2 separate regions of the Mus musculus genome follow, and region 1 is linked to region 2. Evidence: chromatin contacts called from public HiChIP or PLAC-seq data. All regions are on one chromosome and are shown on one strand. Each heading gives the region's core, a stretch centred on a gene start, on an enhancer-like site or on the middle of the called end of the contact. The rest is flanking DNA. Distances are from core to core; before and after follow the strand shown. Region 1 has its middle 100 kb from the start of Gm23907. Region 2 overlaps Adcy8 (adenylate cyclase 8).

What was found. HiChIP or PLAC-seq counts read pairs in DNA pulled down with a chosen protein or histone mark.
Region 1: an H3K27ac HiChIP or PLAC-seq map of oligodendrocyte precursor cells shows a contact between it and region 2, with 48 times the contacts expected there. The contact joins two enhancer-like sites. A contact is called at or near these places in 3 of 115 datasets of contacts at active chromatin or transcription factors (astrocytes, neural progenitor cells and oligodendrocyte precursor cells).

The regions. Positions count from the first base shown.
Region 1 is chr15:65,591,422-65,595,055 of GRCm38.p6, reverse strand. No RefSeq gene overlaps it. Among named protein-coding and RNA genes, the nearest start is that of Gm23907, 100 kb to the left of the region's middle. Within about 2 kb of position 1,810, at least 24 of the 459 cell types and tissues checked have an H3K27ac peak or open chromatin away from gene starts, as enhancers often do. A contact at or near this core is called in oligodendrocyte precursor cells, where this site is marked.
Region 2 is chr15:64,830,103-64,833,494 of GRCm38.p6, reverse strand. The region is part of intron 2 of Adcy8 (adenylate cyclase 8); the gene reads left to right. Among named protein-coding and RNA genes, the nearest start is that of Gm30752, 33 kb to the right of the region's middle. Within about 2 kb of position 1,589, at least 39 of the 459 cell types and tissues checked have an H3K27ac peak or open chromatin away from gene starts, as enhancers often do. A contact at or near this core is called in oligodendrocyte precursor cells, where this site is marked.

The DNA.
Region 1 (3,634 bases), core at 561-3,060, 760 kb before region 2:
CCTAAAATAACCCCTACCTTATTGGTATTCAGGTTATGTGTGTGAACAAGCCGGTCACTGGAAGCCAATGTGCATATATTTTGGCTATCTTATGGTAAGTCATATTCATATTTACTGGTAATACTATAACATTTCAAGAACTTTCCTCAGAAACTGATGTCTAGTCTATGTGCTCCATCAAAAGCATATTTCCATTATTAAAAATTCTCTTTAAAGCTTGTATTTTAAAGATTTATATTAATATATGCTTCTTAAGACTAATGTCCTTAATGTAAAAACTGAAGGATGGAAGTTTAACAAATTCTTTTTAATCATCAAAGTAACACCTTTTTCTTTTGCAGGTTTAATAATTAAGCCTTATTGAAAATGGTTTAATTTCTGATTCTTTTATTTATACATAGTGTCCACAGACAAGTTCCATCCATTATTGGAGTTTTAATATTCTGCTCTTTCCATGATTGGCATGAGGTGAATTGATGTCTTCCATGAGATATGTCCCATAGTCATCCTAGCTGCTTGATTAAATAGTACACATCCACATTGGTTCTCAGGCTTCAGTATCTTTACCTGGTTGATGTCAAACATCTGTAGTGGAATGGAATTGAGTGATAGGTTCAGGCCTAACTCAGAAAGGTTAGGTAAGTTTTTCAGGAGACTTTTGAGAAGTACTGTGATTGCTGATGTTATTATCTGGAGTCATATGATATAATCCATGTTCTCACAGATCTACAGGTTTTCCAGCAGAGGATAATTTGCTCATTTGTTTGCGAAAAGGTCTTGCTGTGTAGTCCACTCTGACCTTGAACTTGTGGTTCTCTTGTTTAGGCCTCCCAAGTGCTAGGTTTATAAACTTGTGCCACTATATCTGGCTCATTGGTATAGTTTTGATGCTTATTAAATCAGTTGTGAGGGAGCACTTATGTCCTGTGGGAGTCAGCCTTCTCTCCTTTATTCATTAAAAATAGCCTTAGAACCTAGATCAGAGCTTGAACAAAGTAAGCCTTGAACATTTACCTTCTACTCAGTGTTACAAATCCTTCCAAGTAAGTGATTAATTAGCCATGCAGAAATTTCCTGAAGGGTTAATACTGTGCCAACATGGAACATTTCATCCACTCCTTCATTCTTTAACATGTTCACCGTGTTCCAAGCTTTCTAACATGCCATAGTGCAGGGGCAGGTGTGAACTGGAGATGGATTCTTTCCTGAGGTTTGTTGTGGATCAGTAAAAGAGAAATCATGTTATAAATGCCACTATTGCAAGGAAGAAAGAAAATATGGATGACAAAGGTGCCCAGACAACTTTATGGGAGTGAGATAGCATTATCAGAGGAGAGAGAACAGACTTTTAATTGATGAAATCTGGGTGGCAATAACATTTAAAGAGACTTAGAAGGTACCTCTATACATCATTTCTTCACACAGTTGAGGAAAATAACCAGTTGCTGAGCAAGCAAATGACACACACACACACACACACACACACACACACACACACACACACACACACACGAGTAACTGCTAACTGTCTTGATTGGCTGTTTAACTTTACCAACTAGTTTATGCCGTCAAAACAATCAACCCCATTTTTGCACCAAGTGTTTCATGATACAGTTCAGCAGCAAATGAAGCATTAGCACTGCTCAGTATCTTATCCCCACTCTCCACACTGAGAGTTCTGTTCAACAATTCATTAAAACCTGGCATCTGTGCCAAGTTTCCCCTTGCTTCCACCCCCTTCTCTCCTTCATTAAAGCAAAGCTATTATGCAATCCCATTCCTCTGCCCAGGGCTCATTCTAAAAATGTCCTGCAAATACTGCTGCTACTGCTGATTGGCACCAGGAGGCAGCAGGAGGTGGCAGCAGCTAGCAGGAGTTCTCTCTTGAGTCTAGTTTGGCAAAATACTGTGTTTGGAATGGGCCACGGGTCACTGCCAGCCTTAACCACATGGTAGACGATGGGTCACAAAGGGAGGGAAAAGGAAGAAAGTGAAATAAGGGTAAAGTGGAAGTGTGAATGGGAGAATCAATAAATTATGGGATGTTTGTGCTACTGAGAAGGTTTGATTTGCTTTGGTCTAATAGGCTCACAATGTACACTAACTGTGACCCTACCACAGGGGTGTGGCTTGCTCAAGAACACACAGCTGCTAGAGAGAATGCCAGGTAGCACTAATCTTTGCAGTTTCTTTATGTACCTTGACTCCTACCTGGAGAGGTGGGACATGAGCAGGTGCTCTCAGTTAGGACCTCACTTGCCTGCCTGCCTTTCAGTGGAATGAATGGATGCACAGCCTGGCAGAACTAGATGCTAATGTAATGGGGGGGGTAGGGAACAACCTCTGATAAACTTGTTCATGTAGAGGAAGGGTGCAAAGTGTGAGGGAGATTTACTAACGTCGGGTGGCAGGTGAGTGATACACAGCTGCCACTTTGAGTTCCCAGTAGCTAGAACTCATTGCTTTTCAAATTAAACCAAACAGAACCACCCATTGCACTTCATCTTTCCCCCAATACTCTAACTGCCAAGCATAGCAAGACTCCCAATTGTCATGGCCTCTAACCTTGCAGAAACTCACAAGTCACAAAATATCACCATGGATTTGTCTCTTGTGTGGTACTGGCCACCTATCTTTCTATTGCTGTGATAAAGACCATGACCAAAATAAACTGGGGGTTGGGGGGTTCTTTAATAATTACACTTCCTGGTAATAGTCACTTAGTGAGGGAAATCAAAGTAGTAACTCAAGCAACCAGGAACCTGGGGATGAGAATTCAAGTAGAGACCATGGAGGAGAAATACTGCTTACAGGCTTGCTCTTCATGCATTGCCCAGCTCAATTTCTTACATATCTTGGTACTACATGCTGCAGGGGTGGTACCATGCACAATAGGGTGCCCCCTCATCAATCAGAAAATGTCCTATAAGGTTGCCAATCTTTTTTTTAAGGTTGCCAATCTTATTGAGGCATTTTTTTTTTTCCAATTGAGGCTCCCTCCTCTCAAGTGACTCTAGCTTGTTTCAAGTTGACACCATCACACCAACTGCTCTCCACCCCTCCATATACTGGACTGATTAAACATGGACCCTCAGCTTTCCTCATTACCCTTGCTCTTGGGCAAGAACAGGTCAGGAAGCTCCCCTTTCCAGATCCTGTTCCTACATAGTCCTTTTCTCATCTTGCCTCAATGACGTCTGCTCTAGACACATATGGACTTTCTTAGCCACTCAGTCAAGAATTAAGTTCAATTTCTTGAGGACAAATAATCAAAATGCTTTGCATTTTATTGTAGATACTCTCACTCTTACTGCTAACTCCAGATGTAGTAATGTGGAAGACCTTTCTCAAGGAAAGTACCAACATCTAATTCTCTGACACTCTTCCTCATACTTTTCTTCTCCTGGCAGATGTTTAAAAATAAAGTCATGGAATGCAAGGAAAGAAAAACACTATAATCTCACACTGTCTACCAAACTCCGAACACTTGGCACCTACGGGTTGCTCCCTGAATACCAGCCCCTACTCCAAGTGTTACGTCACTTGTGAGCCATTTGGCCATGTGAAAAAAAAAGAACTTTTGCTATAACACAGATAACACAGGAATAAGTAGGAGTCTAGAAAATTAAATGTT
Region 2 (3,392 bases), core at 340-2,839:
GATAAAGAAGCCAATGACTTCCCTTAGCCTCTCCTGTAGTCTGCTAATGGTCTGTTAGTCCTCCCTGTGGATCTGTATACTTTCTGATAATCTCCAGGCCCAGGACTTGGCCACTGTCTTAGTTAAGGTTTTTTATTTTATTATTATTGATATGAAAAGATACGGCAATTCTTATAAAGAGAAACTTTAGTTGGAGCTGGCTTACAGTTCAGAGGATTATTCCATTGTTGTCATGGTGAGAAGCATGGGGATATGCATGTAGACATGGGACTGGAGAGAAGCTGAGAATTCTACATCTGGATCTGTAGGCTGCAGGAAGAGACCACCTTGAGCCTCTGGCCTAGCTTGAGCTTCTGAAACCCTAAGATTTCCCAGCCCCCAAGTGACACACTTCCTCTAACAAGGCCACACCTCCAGTAATACCATTCCATGTAAGTCTGTGGAGGCCATTTTCATTCAGACCACCACAGCCACCAACGTTCTGACTTTGTAAATAGGTGATTAAATGTGTGGATTGTGAGCTAAGTTTTAGCTAGTAAAAGAACCTCTGTGTATATCTTTGCTGTATACTTCCCAAATGACCCTTTGTTACTATTTGGGGTTTTTGTTTGTTTGATTTGTTTTGTTTTTGTTTAAATATTAGCTCTGTAGCCTAGACTAGGCTTGAACGCATTGATTTAGCTTCCCAAGTGCGGGCATTATAGACATAGACCACCACACCTAGATCCAAATCCATGACATTGCATTGCCTGATTTAAACCCTTTGATCCTCAGTATCTTTTTGTGCAAATGAGATGACACCAGCAACTCTAATGGATGGGAAGTTTCAGGAAGCAGTGGATGTGAACAAAGTGGATGTGAAATGTTGCATGTTGTCTTCCACATTGCCCGAAACCCCGGAGCAAATTTCTCTTGGTTCCTGGATGCTGGCTGTAGTTTAGAACTCTTTGGCTGCAGTAGAGCTAAGAGGAGTCCAAGGGAGTCCCTGGGGTTGTGAGAACCAGAGAGAGGTGAGGGTTTTCCAAAGCCACTTGGGCTTGTAGCTGCATGGAAACTCAGAGGAGCTGCCTGTGCCACAGTGCTGTCCTTCTCCTTCTCCTTTCCTGATATGAACACTTGCATGAACTAAAGATCTCCAATTACTCACTATTTCACCTTTGACTTCTTCTCAGAGGAACTGTAGCAACTGATGGGCATGAAACCATTTTGGAGACACAAATGGAGAACCAAGCAGGGAATCCAGAAGGCAGCTGCTTCATAGATTTTGAATCCTACCAGGGTTTCTTTTAATGCAAATGGAAAAACCCAGGGAAGAAAATAGATGGAGAATGTGGACATAGACTCTATCCAGGGCCACAGTCTGGCTCCAGGAAAGATCCTTTTACTTAAAATCTCTAAAGCCAGAAAACTCTATATTGGGCCTCAGCAGGAGCCGAGAATTGTAATAAAGGGTAAACTTGCCTATTTTCTTTCAGTTTGTGCTTTCAGGGATCTGAATGATGTTTCCCAAGCAGTGAACAAATCCAAGGGAAACAAAAGTGCTGAAAATGGGCTTTTATACGCAGACTCCAGGCAAACTCCCATCGTCTTGCAGAAAATGCTTTACAGAGGGAAGACCTGGGAAAGTTGCCAGAAGCACAAATGGCTAGAGCCTGGCAAGTCTGCGTGCTGGAGAGTTTTTCTATGAAAATGCTACATTCAAGATACCCCAGAAAGCACTGATGGTGTGATGTCAAGTGAGGATCCAATGAGTGTTTTAACTTAAAGACTATTTAGCAAACATTTTGTGAACATTCTACCCTAAGGGTGCATTCAGGAGCCCCTTCCACCTAGAATCCTTACAAAGATATTGTTCGTGAGTTCATTCAGAAAATATCTATTTACTTAGCACCTGCTACTTTCAAGCATTGAGGATGTTGTCAGGGATCCCTAAGTGAACAACGAAGACACTATCAACATCTTCAGTCCATATGGAATCATGGTAGCGAAATAGACAGCCTAGCACATATAGTGAGCATTGAAAAAGGGAAGGCAAGAGATAGAAGTAACTATACAGCAGGGCAAAAGTACCTAAATTTCCTGAAGGAAAGGGAATTAAATGACTTTCAAGAAGTACCCTGAAGGACAGACAGGACTCTGGAGGCTAGCACAGCCTTGCCATACCCTACTCAAGATTGTGATTAGGCACCACTGAGCTTGCTTAGTCCATGAAGCACTTCCCTTGAAAGCAGCGAGCTTGCTTAGTCCTGCTCGAAAACAGGAAAATCTGAGTTTGGATCTTCTGCATCAATCTGGAAGGCCAGGCACAGTGCCAAGTACCTGCCCCAAGCATGGGTAAGTGAGAAACAAAGATGAGAAGATCTATAGAAGCATGTGCTCCAGATATGGAGAACTATGTGATAAAGTTCCAGACCAATGAGAGAGGGAAAGATCCAGTCTCACAGAGAAGGTATCTGAGGACCAACACCTAAAGTTATCCTTTAACCTCCATATATGTACCATGCAGGCACACACCATACACATGTTTTCACCCACACATATTTAAGTATGTGCATGCATGCACACACACACACACACACATACACACACACACACAAAAACTCTCTCTCTCTCTCTCTCTCTCTCTCTCTCTCTCTCTAAAGAGCAAGGGAGGTACTGATTGTGTATTTTCTTAAGAAAGTGACAGAACCTCATTGTGCTAATTGGCCAAGAATGAGAGAGAAGGAGAAGTGCATAAGAAGGGACTGGAATCTAAAACAGGGGTCAGCATGCTTATATGGGCTCTGGAATAACAGTCAAATATGAGAAATGAAATAATGACAAATAGGAACCTTATTAACCCAGAATCAGGTCAGTAGACTGTGTGCTAGCTTTTCCATTGGCACATGGCCTAGAGCCATCAAATAAGCCTGTTCAGTAGACACATAAAACTAAACAATGACCTTCCTCAGTTCCTACTCAGTATTGTTGGGCCATCTTTCAGCTCCAAGTGGCCCACAGATAGTCTCTCTTCTCTCCTGTTTGGACTATGTCATGTATTTACATTCAAATAGTTTCTTCCTGCTGGCGTGTCTGTCCTCTGGCCCTGGCTCACCAACACTGAGTTTTTGTTCTCCAGGCAAGGTAACTGTTCTGTCTACCCCCATTGCGGGCTCCTTCTGTTATATCACACCTACTTGGGCACATAAGGTCATGAAAAATCCTCTCTCTCAGGACAGCATCAAATTAAACAAGCAGGTGAAAGGTCAAGAAAAGACATTGATTTGTCTAACAATGATAGCAAATAAGCCTAATTATTATTGTTAACTCCAACCAACCAGAAAGCCTTCTGCACAGGTTTACATGGCTGAGCTGCAGTCCCTGTGGGAGATCATTAGTGACACCTGTCACTG